Regions from separate parts of the Mus musculus genome. Here region 2 is linked to region 1. The links are chromatin contacts, called in public HiChIP or PLAC-seq maps. All regions are on one chromosome and are shown on one strand. Each heading gives the region's core, a stretch centred on a gene start, on an enhancer-like site or on the middle of the called end of the contact. The rest is flanking DNA. Distances are from core to core; before and after follow the strand shown.

What was found. HiChIP or PLAC-seq counts read pairs in DNA pulled down with a chosen protein or histone mark.
Region 2: a contact with region 1 is called in an HNF4G HiChIP or PLAC-seq map of pancreatic cancer cells. The contact joins the promoter of Mtpn here to the promoter of Tmem140 in region 1. A contact is called at or near these places in 4 of 39 promoter capture datasets (the C10 cell line, neutrophils and pre-B cells), 2 of 484 Hi-C or Micro-C datasets (CD8 T cells and the G1E-ER4 cell line), 2 of 115 datasets of contacts at active chromatin or transcription factors (memory CD8 T cells and pancreatic cancer cells) and 1 of 9 other capture datasets (adipose tissue).

Annotation. Positions count from the first base shown.
Region 1 is chr6:34,858,977-34,866,507 of GRCm38.p6, forward strand. It overlaps Tmem140 (transmembrane protein 140), which reads left to right and starts at 4,170. Exons shown (of 2, transcript NM_197986.3): 1 at 4,170-4,364. It overlaps Agbl3 (ATP/GTP binding protein-like 3), which reads left to right. Exons shown (of 20, transcript NM_001289656.1): 20 at 1-483.
Region 2 is chr6:35,535,558-35,543,088 of GRCm38.p6, forward strand. It overlaps Mtpn (myotrophin), which reads right to left and starts at 4,331. Exons shown (of 4, transcript NM_008098.4): 1 at 3,982-4,331. The coding sequence starts at 4,053.

The sequences.
Region 1 (7,531 bases), core at 2,920-5,419:
AGTATCATGCAAATAAGACTACAGAAGCTCAAGGAATGAGTGAGTGTAGGCGCCCAGCTTCTCAGCTCTTCAGGATTCTCACTAGGAATTCTCACCCTGGTAACTGACACCAGGGTAAAGTAAAAGCTTTACCCTTATTCTCATCAATCAAGGAAAGCCTAAACCTGGTGGAAATCTAAATTGTTAAATTGACACTTGTTATATAAAACTTCAAATGTATAAAAGTTTGAGACTACAAACTCTAGAGTTGACTATGTGAGTATAAGCAAAGTAACAATCTGGCTCCTCAGAAGACTGAGGAGTGCAGAGATATTCTCTTAATTATTTTTCTGTTTTCCTTGCCCTCAAAATTACTCCCCCATATCAATTTTTCATAATATTTGTATTATTTGGGAATTTTACATCATGAACCCCGAGCTCACACCCTTCCAAGTACTCCCAGGTTTGCCCATGCACCCTTGTGGCCTCCCACCACCACCACCCAAAAAGAAGAAGAAAGAGAAAAGAACAAAAGCAATAAAACCTAACAAGTCCAATTTGTGTTGCCCATATACTCACTGGGGCATGATCAAACTCCCAGTGGCCAGCCCTTTAAAGGAAATTGAGTCCTTCTCCACCCACACCCACACCAGAACCCATCAGCTGTGGCGAGCTATACTCTAGCATCTGTATCACAAGTTTTAATAGTTCTCTTCAGTACTTTTCTGTCTAGGCTGTTACTATTGGCAGCCAGGGTTAGCTGTTGTTACAGAAGCCTCCTAGGTCTCTCTCTCCGTGAGTCATCAGTCATCAACACCAAGGCAAAAGTCGTTTTCTTGCCCATTACAGTCGGCAGGAGCACAGAACACACACATCCACATAATCTCTAGTGTCCCCATGTGCCACGGACCTCATCTCCAGTAGCAGCACAGACCACAGACATCAACACAGACTTCTGCTGCAGTAGGAACATGGACCCAGACATGGTCCTCAGGAGCAGTGCAGACCCAGATATCACCACGGCCTCAGATGGCTGCACAGAGCACTCTGATCAATCGATATGGCCCCTGGCAGCAGCATAGCCCACAGACAACCCATGGCTGCAGGTATCCTGTTCTAAATCTCTTATTGCATCATTTACTTTCCGTGGGTGGGGATGTATTATGCTCATGCACTATTGGGTCACATATGCCATGGCACACAAGTGGAGATCAGAGAACAATTTGTGGGGGTCAGTTCTCCTCCTACCATGTGGGTGTAGGGATGGAATTCATGTGCTTAGGCTTGGCACCAAGTGCCTACACCCACTGAGCCATCTAATAACCCCTCCCCTAGTGTCTTATTTGCTATAAATACCTAACATGTAGAGGACAAAAAAAAAAAATATGTAGGCCGTTTTCACACTCTGCTCTTCACGTTATAATTTTAACTTAAAATGTTTAAGTATGCAGCGCTTCCATAGGCCGTTCTGTCTTATCTTTATTATGTAAACCTAGCAGTACATCTGGAAAGCCTCTGCTTCTCCTTGAAGATTAAACCCAAACATTCCCTTCTCTTGAAAACCTCCATCAGATCTTCCAGGAATTTACAGTAACTAGATTAACCAGCAAAGACTTTAAATGGTATAACTAGGCAGTGGGAGAGAGATGAGTAAGACCTATTGAGATGATCATATGGTTTTTGTCTTTAAGTCCAATTATATAGCTTATTACATTTACTGCTTTACATATTATTCTTTTTCCTTTCATTTCTGCTCTGATTTTTTTTTCCTATCTGCTGGATTTGAGTTTGGTTTGTTCCTGTTTTTCCCAATTCTTGAGATGCATTAAGCCATTGATTTGTGGTCTTTCTGATTTTTTAGTGTAGGTTCTTAGAGCTGTAAATTTTTTTCTCTCTTAGGATCACTCATAACGTGTCCCAGGGGTTCTGCATGGTACATTTCCATTTAACTCCAGGATTGAAATAAATAAAAATTCTTTCTGTATTTCTTCTTTGACTCATTCATCACTCAGATATATGCTGTTTTAATTGCCAAGGACTAAACTCCAAACTTTTTTTTTTAGGGGGGATGGGCAGGGCTCTTTATTGTTACACAAAAGGTACTTTTAGCTAGTCAATTTCCACATACCAAAACCTTATCTGATCTAGGAATTGTCTGAAGGAGCCATTACCTAAGCAACTCTCAGCCAAATGAGACTTCTCTGTTTTCCAGGCACGTCTGAATTATGGGAAGGCTCTGAGAGTCCTTTAGAAGAGCAACCCCATAAACCTCAGAGAACAACCACTATTTACAAAAGGCAACTTCAAAGCCTAGGCACCATCATTCTGGAATCCATTTCAAATACATCAGCCCTGCTAAGATTCTGCTCCATATTTCAGGGCCAGTGAGCAGCTGAGGATGTAAAGGAGCCCTGCTCCAGGCCTCATTATGTGAAGTGAATCGCCAGAACTCACGCAGAAAGAGAGAAACAACTGCAAGTTGTCCTCTGACAACCACAGTGTCTGTGTGGTGTGTGAGCACTCACACACATAACAAACATAGCAAAAACACACTCAAGTAAAGGTACTAAGTCCTCATAATAATGGCAAGGAGGCATGCCACCGTGACTCCCTCTCTCCCTTCACTCCCCCTCCAAGCTGCAGAGGCAAGGTGCTCCAATCACGTACAACTAGGAGGTTAGAGTCACCGGCTGGCTCCTCCGCCCAACCACAGTACAAAGACTCTTCCCAACCTTACAGGCTGGACATACTGGAACCAGTCACCTTTGCCCAGCTTCTTCATAAGGTAGAAGATGCGCGTGGGAGCGAATCATCAAGCTGAGAGATCAGACTACTGTCTAGAGTACCAGCAGTACTCTAAGAAGAGCCACGTCATTCAAAAGAGGCAACAGCGTCCCTAAGTGCAGCTCCACAGGAACAGCACAGATAGTGGGTCTCAGGAAGTCAGACATCAGAGCAAAGGGCTCGGAGACTCTCCCCGAGTAAATTTGTCTGGTAGGGTGTGAGGAAGTTCAGGGGCAAAAGTGGTGTCTCAAAGGGGGTGAGGGGGTGGGGTGGGAGTGGAGGACTTAGGCTTCCAGTTGAAAATGGCAAAATGGTTGATATTTCATTTTTTTTTTCTTTGCAAGACCTCATTAAAATGGCACTTTCTTTTAAAGGCAAAAGGCTGAAAGGACAACAGTGGGAAGGAGACCAGCTCTGAACTTCCTAGCAACGGGAAAGGCAGACAACATGGAACTCGGCCTCCAGGTTGCATGGGAAAATTAAGTTTAAAGAAAAACACTATACTCTATCCAACTTTGAACAAGTTTAAGAATAGAATAAAGATATCAGTTTGACAAATTAAAAAAAAAAACAAAAACAAAAACAAAAAACCTTTGGTGTCCCTCATTTCTCAGTAAATCACCTGGAATTTATTCTACCAAAAGTGAATACAGCAGAAAAGAGAAAAGCCTGGGACCCAGAAACAAGAAATCTAACCTAGCATGGCGGCAAAGGGAACCCCTGGGATGAACCAAGACCCAGTTAGGTACAGGGTGTCATGTAGAAAGTAGAGAAAGCCGCCAAGGGTTTAGCGCTATTGGGAGCTGTCTACTGTCTTTGCCAAGCTCACCCAGTTCTGAAGCTGCAGAGATCATGTGAGCCTGGGAGGCAAGAGTCCCCTCCCTGCGATCTCAAGACTAAAAGCTTTCTTTCTCTTTTACTTTGAAATGGGAACACAGTGTTTCTGTTGCTCTATAACTGTTAGATATAACTTTGCTAACGGCAAAGTTTCCAATCTAGAGACACAGTCAAGATCATCGGTTGAGTTTTGAAAGGAGAGTCCAAGGCATAGGTGCCTTCCAAAGGAATGAGAAGAGGGGACCCAGGTTCCAGGAGCTACACTGGCTGGAAGCTTGGCCATGTGAACTAAGGTCCCTCCCTAGAAAGATTCTGGGTCGTGTTTCTCTAAGAGTTGCAATGCCCTGGAGGTCTGGAAGCTGGTATCAACTTTCGCACAGTAAAATCGGGACCCTCACCTGGCTCAGGCAGGGTGCGCCAGTTGTGGGTCATGTGCTCCCATGAGCAACAAGTTGTTTACACTCTTCATTTCTGAAAAGTCATAAGACACAGGCAAGTTAAAAAACGAAAGTGAAATCAGCTGAGAGTGACATCAGTCAGCACAAATGTACCAAAGTTCAGAGCTGTTTACTTGAACGCGACTGCCTGCGAGTGCAGGCAGAGCCCAGGAGCTCTGAGCTGTCTGCTTGCAGCTTCTCTCCTCTGCCCTGGTTTCTGGAGCCTGACTTTAGAAAGCAGCCCAGGAGAAGATCGACTCCCCAGACAGACGCTGATTTCCTGTGTCACCTTTTGATGAGTGTTCCTGGGCTCCAGCGTTGGTTTTTGTAAGTACACCCCCACAACTCCACAAGGGATAAGAGGTGTTTAAGTTCCCAGACTCCACATTCTAGCAACAAACCAAGGGGGGACGCTTTGCTTGGTGTCGGTGGCCTCCTCTCTCCCCAGAGAGTGATATAACCTTTCACCTCTGTCCTGCCCCCATGCTCGTAAGCATCACTGTGTGCATCTCTGCCTCAAAAACTCTGTAAATGGTTAGAAACACACAGGTAGCTGCATGCAGCCTGGTGTTCAGGAAGCTTGTACCATTAATACCTGTGGCTTTGGGACACATTGTTCTCCAGAAGTAGGCAGGCAGACAAAAACATGTCACTACAGCCAAACTGATACCAAGATTTGAAAAACACAAAGAAAAGATCTGTGTTCTTGTCCAAAAGAGAATTATAGGACATAAAAGATTTTAAGACCTGATATCAGCCCCCAAAGGAAACTCATGGAGGGGGGATTGTCCCTTGAAACAGGTCTTTCTTTTTCTTTTTCTTTTATTTTCTTTCCTTTTCTTTTCTTTTCTTTTCTTTTCTTTCCTTTCTTATCTTTTCTGGCTGATTAATAACTCCCATTACACTTCTTTAATCTGTAAAATCAAGTTGTTGGATAGGAGAGAAAAGAAAAAAAAAAAAAAACGGGGGGGTGGGGGGAAATCTTTCAGAGACAGCTGAAGTGTGTTTTCAGTATTTCCTCCTCTCTGGGTCTTCCTAATCGCAGGTCTGAGAGTCAGCGCCTGGAGCAAGGCCTCACACATCCCGTTTTCTAAGCTGCTATTTTAGTCCCCACATTATCGAATTACTAAGGCTATGGTGGCTTGCTCTATAATCTCACTTTTCACCAACAGCACGTAATTCTGGGAACATTTTAATGTGGCCTTCACTGGGAAACACCACAGGACTGATTTTCTCCACCTCTCCTCTCTCCTGTGCACCTGTCTGGGGATGCCTTGACCACCCGTGGCCTCTCCTCTCCTGTGCATCTGTCTAGGGATGCCTTGACCACCCATGGCCTCCTCTCTCTCCTGTGCACCTGTCTAGGGATGCCTTGACCACCCCTGTGCTTTTGAATTGGCTCCTAAAAGCTGCTTCTCCATTCTAACACACAACTGACCTCCGTTATGCCTGACATTGTAGTACTCCATCCTTTCTATGATACTGCCTAGGGGTAAGGCGGTAAAAGTGGGTCATTTGGCCAAAAACACAAACCTTAGAGTCAGAGTCACCATGTTAGGAAGCCAGTCTTGGCATCTGGAGTGTCACTGAGGATGCTAGCTACAGTCTTTAGGGAGAAGAAGGTTACCCAGCGTACCTTGGAGGCACTGGAAAAACACAGATCTTTTTTTTCTTGCTAGGTTCATTCTTCTGTGAATTGTTTGTATTACCGAATCCCGTTTCACACAGCGCAGTGTTTTTCTTGATGTTTGCATGAACATTCCATACATTGTGTGTATTATCATCTCACATTTTTGGCAGATATTCTCCATGCTCATTGACTTTTAATTCTGTATTGTTTTTACTAGTGCACAGAAATTTCCATTTTTTTAAAAAAATAGCTAAATCTATAGTTTTCCTTGTAGTTTTGATGTGCTTTTAAGTTCAGAACGTACTTTCTTATTCATAAATCAGAGTTTATTTTTTTCTAGATCTTATTTTATATTGGTTCATTCTTGAATCCATGTGAAATTTATTTTGGCATATGGCATAATGTCCTAAAATAGTTCAGAGCTTTTTTTTTTTTTTTTTTTTTTTTTTGGCTTGTTAATAACAAGCCAGTTTAGCATCAGCTAGCTATAGCTAATGGAAACTAGGCCTTAAACCTAGTATCTCCAGTATGTGTATGGCTGTTCCCCAGCCCTGTGATATGGAACCATTATTCCTGCTGGTTTCTCTCCCCCTCACTTAGCCTTGTTTAGATCCTCCCTAAATCTTTTCAAAATTATCTTCTTAAAACTCTATGTAGTGTATGTCTTCCAAGTGGAGCACAAGCTTATCTGCGGGGGAAGTCGGGGTCAGGGGAATGTTGTTTGTTCCTCGTGTCTTTGATTCTCCAGGGCTCCTGGCTCAGGGACCTCCCAAATGCATCATTAGTGGGGTCAGGAGATGAAATCCTAGCCTGGGAAGGGGATGGCACAGTTCCCTCCTCAGAACTGCAGGGAAGAGCGGCAGAGCTCAAGAGCAGAACCAGGTCCTGGGAAGCCTGGTCCTCAGCCCAGGAGTCGGCTGCCTCTAAGCATGCTGGGAGACCTACCAATACAGAGAGACAGAGGTGGGACTCATCTTTAAGGGTGCTTTTTTGTCTTCAAAGTTTCTGTAACCTTTGTTCCTTGCTAGGTTATCTGTTACCCAATGCCAATAAGCAGCAAAACATTGGAACAAATACAAAGTTAATATTAAAGGAGCCATTTAAACAGTTACTTCAACTCTTGCTGTCCACGCCTTAGCCTGGACCATGCTTCTGGCTTTCTGTCACAGTGCCCTGGTACAGTCCTATCTCTGCTGGCCAAGCTGTTTTTATTTACACAGCAGACTGATGGTGAACGCAAACATTCCAGCATTCCATAGAGGCCACCTACACTACTAACCACACCCAGGCCACAGCACTGCCCTAGCCCTGTCTTGAGAAACTAGGACATGGGCTCATGTTTCTGCCAAAGGAAGCACGACACATTTCCCATTCTCCTTCCTGTCTATTCCCTGAGAGCCACACCTAAGCCACAGACACTAATCTTAAACACAGTTACAGGAGGCCAGCGGCCTCTCTGACAAGGAAATGGGCAAACTTGTTCTCCCTGCAGCCTGTCAGAGCCTATTGTTCTGCCTTCCCTCACTGCTCACACGACCACCCTCAGCCTCCACCTTACTCTTCTCCCCATAAATCGCTGCCTCAGCCTCATGATCACAGGACACACGTGCACTTAGCATGTGCCCAGAACTGGTTCAACCACAGAAATACCAACTCTGTCTCCCAAAGTCCCATGCAGACCCAGAGACTGTAGTGACAGGAGAGGGACTTGAACCCAGGTGTTGTGGGAGTAATTTTTTTTAACAACCAGAGGACAGTGAAGCAAGTGAAAAAAAAAAAAAAAAAAGAAAGAGGAAGGAACTTATGAGAAGTTGTGTGTGCTGTGATGTGTGACATGTGCTGCCACTGACAGCCAATCAACCAT
Region 2 (7,531 bases), core at 3,081-5,580, 680 kb after region 1:
TTCCCAGAGATCCTGTCTCTGAATCCTGGGTGTTGGGGATATGAGCTCCAGTATTCAAGCTTGGGCAAGAAGTGTTTTGCCCACTAGGCCACCTCCCTAAGCCCCTAATTTTACTTCTTAAAATTATTAGGATAGTAGGATTATAAAGTAATTTTTGTCTTCTGTATATTTTTGTTCAAAGATCCTTTGTTATTATTTCATCAGAGGAAAAAAGACAACCTATAATAGAAAGATGAGCACTTATACTGTACTAAATTTTCTGAGTTTACTGATAACACCTCCATTTCCCATAGGCTGATATAAGCTTTCTTACAGCGCTCCTGGCAGGCTGTAAAAAGAACAACAAAGTGATTAAGTTTTATCAGCAAAACATGCTAGTTTAAAAACATTTTTTTAAAAAGTAAACAAAAATGACATAAAACAATAAATGCAAGATGACTGAATCTAGACCATTTTAAAAATGGCTACATTTTTTTTTTTTAAAGAAAAAGTGAAAAAAGATCCCAGTAAGCTTGCAATTTCTAAAGATTAAACTTGATACTTTCTTGGATTCGATATATCCTACTACCTTTCACATGGTGCACAACTGTTGCTTTCCAAGCCTATTAACGTGTCAAGGCAGATGTAATTAGAATGGGGTTGGAGAGAAACCACAGAGAAAGGGAAGTTAGCGGCCTAATGTATAGTGTTTCCCAGCCAGTGAAACAGAAGTACACGTAAACAAGAGAGTACACGTAGTAGAGCGGCTGGAGAGTTTAAGGGCGACCCACCAACACAACTCACAAGCAGTCCCAAGAAGGAACCTTGGATCCTCAAAGGCTATGGTAGTCTTATCTCTAAATAGTCAAGGGACCATTATGATCTTGCCCCAATCTTTAATTTTTATATACACAGTAGCAATATACCCCTTTTGCTATCTGAGAGTGTTTAGCAATGAAGGCCAAGAGTATGTTAAGAGGTTAACAGCAAGGACTTCGGAAAGCCTGTGAAAGTGAGTTCAAATTTCAGACCTACCATCCACTTGACAGCTTCAAGACCTTGGGTAAAATCTTTACCTATAAAATGTTTAAAATTACACTCATGGGTTGACTTGATAAGAATTAAACAACACCTGTATATTATATTACAATGGTCAAATATATAAAATGTTAAAAACATTCTTTTTTAAAGCAATTATGAACAGAAATCTCAGTAATTTACCCATGTTTTTCTCTGAAAGCCAACAGACAGACACAATATTACCTTTTTCTGGATTGTTGTTCAGGATCACAATTACACACATAAATAATAAGACTACGATTTAAAAAAATTTCCACAGGCCTTATAGACACACACTGAACCAGATAATTTGGTGAGAATTTAGGCTTACCAGATTTATTTGTCTTTATGCTAATTATGTCTAAACTGTCTTCATTCATAGTTAGGACTAAGTTCTTTCAGCAAGCCTCTTATTTTCTTAATGGGTTGACTCTAAGCCTTAGCCAAGAAAATAGAAAACAAAACAAAACATAACTACTTCAAAGCAGACTGATCATTTTATTTTATTTTATTTTATTTTAAATATATGCTTTAGATTCTGACAATCTTTGGTTTAAATCCAAGTTGGGCTAGTTGGCAACCTTGTCCAACTACTTAACTCCTCCAAAACTTAAGAGCCAATGAATGGCAATTACTTTTTTTTTTTTTTTCTGTGTAGCCCTGGCTGTCCTAGAACTCACTTTGTAGACCAGGCTGCCTCTGTCTGCCTCCTGAGTGTTGGGATTAAAGGCATGCGCCACCATGCCCGGCAATTACTTTTATATAACTAGTTTAGTTTATTGAAATCATAGCTAAAAATCACAGTAAGGAAAGACGTTCTTACTAAGAACATATGCTTTTAATGTGTTATAGGGTTATACTGGAGATATTAAGATTTAAAAGAACAGAGCATTTACTGTCCAGAGGCTCTGGGCCTAATGAAGAACAGATACTCTGCAAAATCACAATGAGAAACAGGATAAGAAGCTTCACTTCCTTTCAAGGTGAGGTGTTGGGAGTTTTTGTTTGCTTGTTTGTTTTGGGTTTTGGTTTTTGTTTGTTTTTGGAAGAGGTGATATTTAGGTTAAGAGGACAAACATGAATTCATGAGCTTGGAGGCTAACTGGTGAAGCTTACTTGGTCAAATGTAAGCGTACATGGACAAAGCTACTTAAAGAAATACAAGTGAGGGTCTGGAGTACAGCTTTCAGATAGGGAAGAAAAAGAATTGTTCAACACAACACAATGTCCCAGTAGACCAAAAGATAGAGTTGGAAGTGATATAGAGTCAAAAGCATCTATCATCAAGTTAGAGAAGGAAGTTCACTGAGAAAAAAAATATGCTTAAAATAAACACTGATCCCTTCAGCTAACTATTGAAGATGACCAGGATGGGGGTGGGCAAACCAAATCAAGAAAATACAGGGGGTGGGGTGGGGTGGGGTGGGGAATAGGAAACAGCAGCAACTAACTTCAAGTCATGCTGAGACTGGAGAGTGAAGCAAGGTAGTCTTGATAAACCTCAGCTATGCAGGACAATCACCCAATTTCCACTTTGGATGAATGGTTCAGTCATGAAGTTGTAAGTTAACATATTGACAACAGAAACAATTTCATGCATGTTATTTTTGTAACTGTAAATTCTTTATTAATGTTTTGTATTTTAAATCCCCTATGTTTGAGCAGGGGCTGGAAAAACAAGAGCCACTCACTTTGAGACAATCGTGTGTTGTTCCACTACTGGTTGATGTATTTTTCTATAACTCTACATTGAAGAGACGGTAGTTCAGGTTTCTATTTGTTACTAGCTAAGGTAGTCAGAAGGTAGCTTGCCTTAAACATCCATTACAATCAACTAAGCAGATCAAATACATGTGAAAAGTCTAAATTATAAGGCATCAAGTGGAGAAAAAACTATCATCCTTGTACAATCCTGTAGTTAAAAACAAACAAACTAACCAACCAATCAACCTGCTTCTGCCTGTTTCCTAAAACAAGTCCTGTGAGGCAGGATGCCACCGCTCACACCTTTTAAGATTTAAAATCTTGACCGCAGGCTCACACTTTTTGAAGAGGACCAAGATGTTCACAGTTGTCACAAAATTCTACTTTCGGAAAATAATAATAATAATAATAATAATAATAATAAAACTATAGAAGTTCTCCTTACAATTACAAAAGGAGCAATTTAAGACCCAAAGGCAGGCCAGGTCAGAACTTTCCAAGTACCTCCAAGTATGGTTTTGAATTTGGGTTTCTTAACCATATCCCAAACATAGCGTGATCAGACTGCAGTACTATTTACTACACACGCGCGCGGACTTCAGATGAAATAATGGAGTACCCCAAGTTAAAAGGCTTTTTGAAAACTACTCCGATTTCCCAACACCCCAGATGCCAAATGGCAACCTTACCACTCGAAGCAAACGATACACACACATACACATATTATGTGGTGGTGGTGGAGAGGAAAAAGGCCACACCCAAGTTAAAGACTTTCAGAGCGAAGTGACACCAAGTTTCAGAAATTTAACTATGGCTATTTTGGGGCAGCTCATTTCACGGGTGACGGATCCTCTGAATCCTCCCCATCTCCACCAGGCCGCACGTTCAGGAAATCGTTCCCGATTCGAACTGCTCGGGTTTCCTTCTCAGGAACCCGGTGCGAGGCCAAGATGGAGAAATGCCTCATTCAAAGATTGCAGTACCCGGGGTATTAGAGGGCCGGCCCGTGCCGATCGAGGGAGACAACCAGGCGCCCGTTACCTGCGGGGCTGGGACAGGCCACAGCCGCCTTAGCAACAACACAGCGGTTACCTGGCACCGAGGAGCCACCCAGATCCAGGCCCTGCGGCGTCCACGAGTCTCCCAAGCTGGCCCAGCTCCCGGTGTCCCCCACGCCCTGGGCTTCACGACCACCCACCCCGCCGCAGCGCAGCATCAGCGCCGCGCATCCCCGCTCACCTTAGCCACATAGTCCTTCACCTCATCCAAGTCTCCGTTTTTCAGGGCCCACATGAACTCCTTGTCGCACATGACTGCAGCGGGGTGGGCCGGCGGGCCGGGCAGGAGCGGCGATTAGGCCCGACGAGGGGACACGAGAAAGCGACGCGCCTCAGGCCGCTGAGCGGGCGAGACTGCGGGTCGCGGCTACGGTTCGGGCGGGAGAAAGTTCTTCTGCAGCCGTTGGGCCCAGCAGAGCAGGTTCCGCCTAGCTGAGGAGAAGCAGGACGCTTACACTTCCGGTTCACGCCCCGCTAGGGCCCGCCTCCCACTTCCTCTTCCTCTTCCTCTCTCCAGAAAGCTCTGCTCGGGACCCCGCCCCGACTGCTTACCTCAGGAGAGCCACTTTTGCGCAGGCGCATTATCCTGGCCGGCCAAGGCAGAGTAGAGGCGTGGTTCCAATGGGCGGGGCCGTGAGGCTGAGTAGAATGTTCCTGGAGGTCAGGAAAATCAGGGGCTGAACCTGGGGAGGTGTTGGATGGGAGTAGGACACTCCAGTTCCACGACAGAGGGGAACGTTAGTTTCCAGGGCTCACTTTCTAATAATTCTAAAAATAACTAATAATAATAATAATAATAATAATAATAATAATAATAATAATAATGTGTTTAGATTCTCTCTCTCTTACTATCCCACTTTAAACTAGTAAAAGAGGAAAAACAAAAAACCAACCCACTCTCAAAACATTTTTATTGAGACTTTCATCTATGCATATAGTATGTTTTGAACAAATTCATTCCTGAATCCCTTCTCCACTTCACCACTACTTTTCCTTCACAACTTTATGTGACCTCTCTTCTTAAAACAAAACCAAAAACAAAAAACCAAAAACCAAATTTTCATTTACGTGTATGATAGTTTTGACAGAATATATACATTTATGTGAACCAATGTGTGCGAGTGCCCGAAGAGGCAAGAGGAAGCATAAAATCTGAGAGAGCTAGAGATACAGACAGCGGTGAGCCTTCATATGGGCCATGCTGGGAACCAAGCCGGGCTCCTCTGCGAGAGCAGCCAGTGCTCTTAACCTCTGAGCCATCTCTGCAGCAGTGCTCGGGTCTTGTGTTGAGCTCTCTGAACCCACTTAGCGCTTCCTGTTGAGTGCATACGTGTGGGACCTACTGGTTTGTTTTACCTTTAGGCATCAAACTCTATTCCTATTCTCATACATCAGTGGCTGGGTGGGGCTCTCTCCCTTGGTCTTTTCTCCTCTCTCTCCCACTACCACTCTTGGCCTTTCTTCTCCCTTTCCTCAACCATGCAGTTTCTTTGGGACATCCACCAGAAGGAAATAAAAAGGAAAGAATAAAACTTTTTTTTTCTCAGAAGGAAATCTTCAACACGTAGTTGAGACAACGGTGTCAGTAGGTTTATTTCTTTTTAATTGCATACGTACGTGCTTGTGTACAGATGCACTGATGTGGGCATGAGTGTGCATACGTGTAAACTCAGAGGACAACTTGTGGGAGAGTACTCTTATGTAGGTCCTAGTGACTGAATTTAGGTCACCATCGGGCTTTGTCACAAGCATCTTTCCTGGTTGAGCCATCTTGCCAACTCAACAACGTGAATTATGTACATTTACTTTCTATGGTGGAAAATACTTAAGTGTGTGATGGCAATTAAAAACTAGGAGCTTTTCCTGACCAACAAATGACCGCTAACAAACATGCGTAGCATCATTAAAAATTTGTGTGGTTTAAGAAGCACTCACTTTTTATTTGATTTGTAGCAAACAGAACTGTTTTTCTGAAGCCAGTTTTGTTCTTAGAATTTGGCTGAAACATCTTAGAATTCAACCACCTGGTGAATTCTATCTTACAATCCTAATGATTCAAATTTATGTATATACCCAAGAACACTGAGAAAAAATTCCTACTAGAACTATTATGTATATAGGCTATTATTCATTATTCGGTAAACAAATAAACCAAACTAATTTATTTCTGCACCACAAAATACAGAGGTTGGAAGCATACGGTGGAGTTTAATAGTTTTAAAGTATTGGGCATACTCTGGCTGGTTTTGTGTTCTGACCAGCAAGTTGTTTAACCCTTTTTCTTAAAATTTTGTAGCAAAATGATGCTGTCTGGTGAGTACACATTTGTTATCATTGAACAGCAATAGATAAAGACTTCACACACACACACACACAAAAACTCTGAATAGTTAAAAGCAGCTTACATTGTTACTGTATTTAATTCTGACGGTTGAGAATACAAATCGACACCTTTCTGGAAGGAAACTTCAGTTCAAAAAAAAAATGTGAGGTGAAGTTTGGTTCCTCACAAACCTACCCCAGTGATGTCCAAGTTATAGGACATGGCAGGTCTTGGTTCAGCACTAAGCAAGACTATCCCCATGTGACCTACTCTTACCGTCAGCATTTCATTTGAGTGTCTTAAGCTTAGTATATTTAAGTATATTATATCTTGTTTTATAGATTCGAAACTTAGCTAACTCTACATACCCCATGGTTCTATAAATAGCTTCACTGACCACCCAGTCACCCAAACCAGAAACATGAACATCACAATAGCTCCAGCTATTCCCAACTTTTTCCTAACCCAACTGTCAAAGGCCCTCGACATACTTCAAAGTTGGTTGACTTCCTGTAGAGTTCATTATTGATCCCTACAGTCACCCGAGCAGACAGAGCTGGCCTTTTGGCCAATCTCATTTTTATTTTCACTGTGTTCCAGGTGATTTCTCACCATTCTGATTTTTCACTGTTTTAAGCACAAACAGAGCATCCACTCCTTGTTCTAAGCGTTTAGTAGGTTCCTAATATATGTTCTGTTTGTCCATCAGATCAGGGCCCTCTGTAATCTCCCCTGGGCAATCCTAACCCACGACATTCCCTTAACCACTGCTTCTCGAGTTTCCACATATCTTACCTTCTGTCATTTTCAGAAAAAGCCAGCCTATGGCTTCTATGTATCTTATTTCCTGTTTAAGATTCTCTTTTAAATCTTGCTGTTTCTTTTTAATCTTTGAGATCTACATGCAAATTTTACCTTTAAGTGAGGCTTCTAAAACTACTTATTTCAATCCTATATCATATTTTTTTCAATTTTCATCTTTTTTATTTACCTATTTTGAAAGGACTTTGTGGGTATTCAATAAATGATGATTTTTGTCTGTCTGTATGCAAGAGAGGATTGCTCTTCTTGAATTCTTTGTAGTCGAGTGATTTCATGTAACTAATTTTGGCCTATTACTGCGAATTCAAGTGACATTAGTCATCACTCGGCTGTCTAGTTCAAGACTTTCTAGAACCCAGTTTTTCCTTCTGCTGTAGCAATGGGCAACATTCAAGACAAGGATGACATAGACAGCCGGGGGTCCTTAAAGAGCATTTGCTCAGAGATGGCCTCATCCTTTGATGAATATGTAGTATGAGTGAGATAATTTGTTGTTTCAACCACTGAGACTTGGATATTTACTCCTGGAGCAGCACTGAGTCAGTCTTGATTAGTTAAACAATTCCCAGTTTGGGGAAGGAGTGAA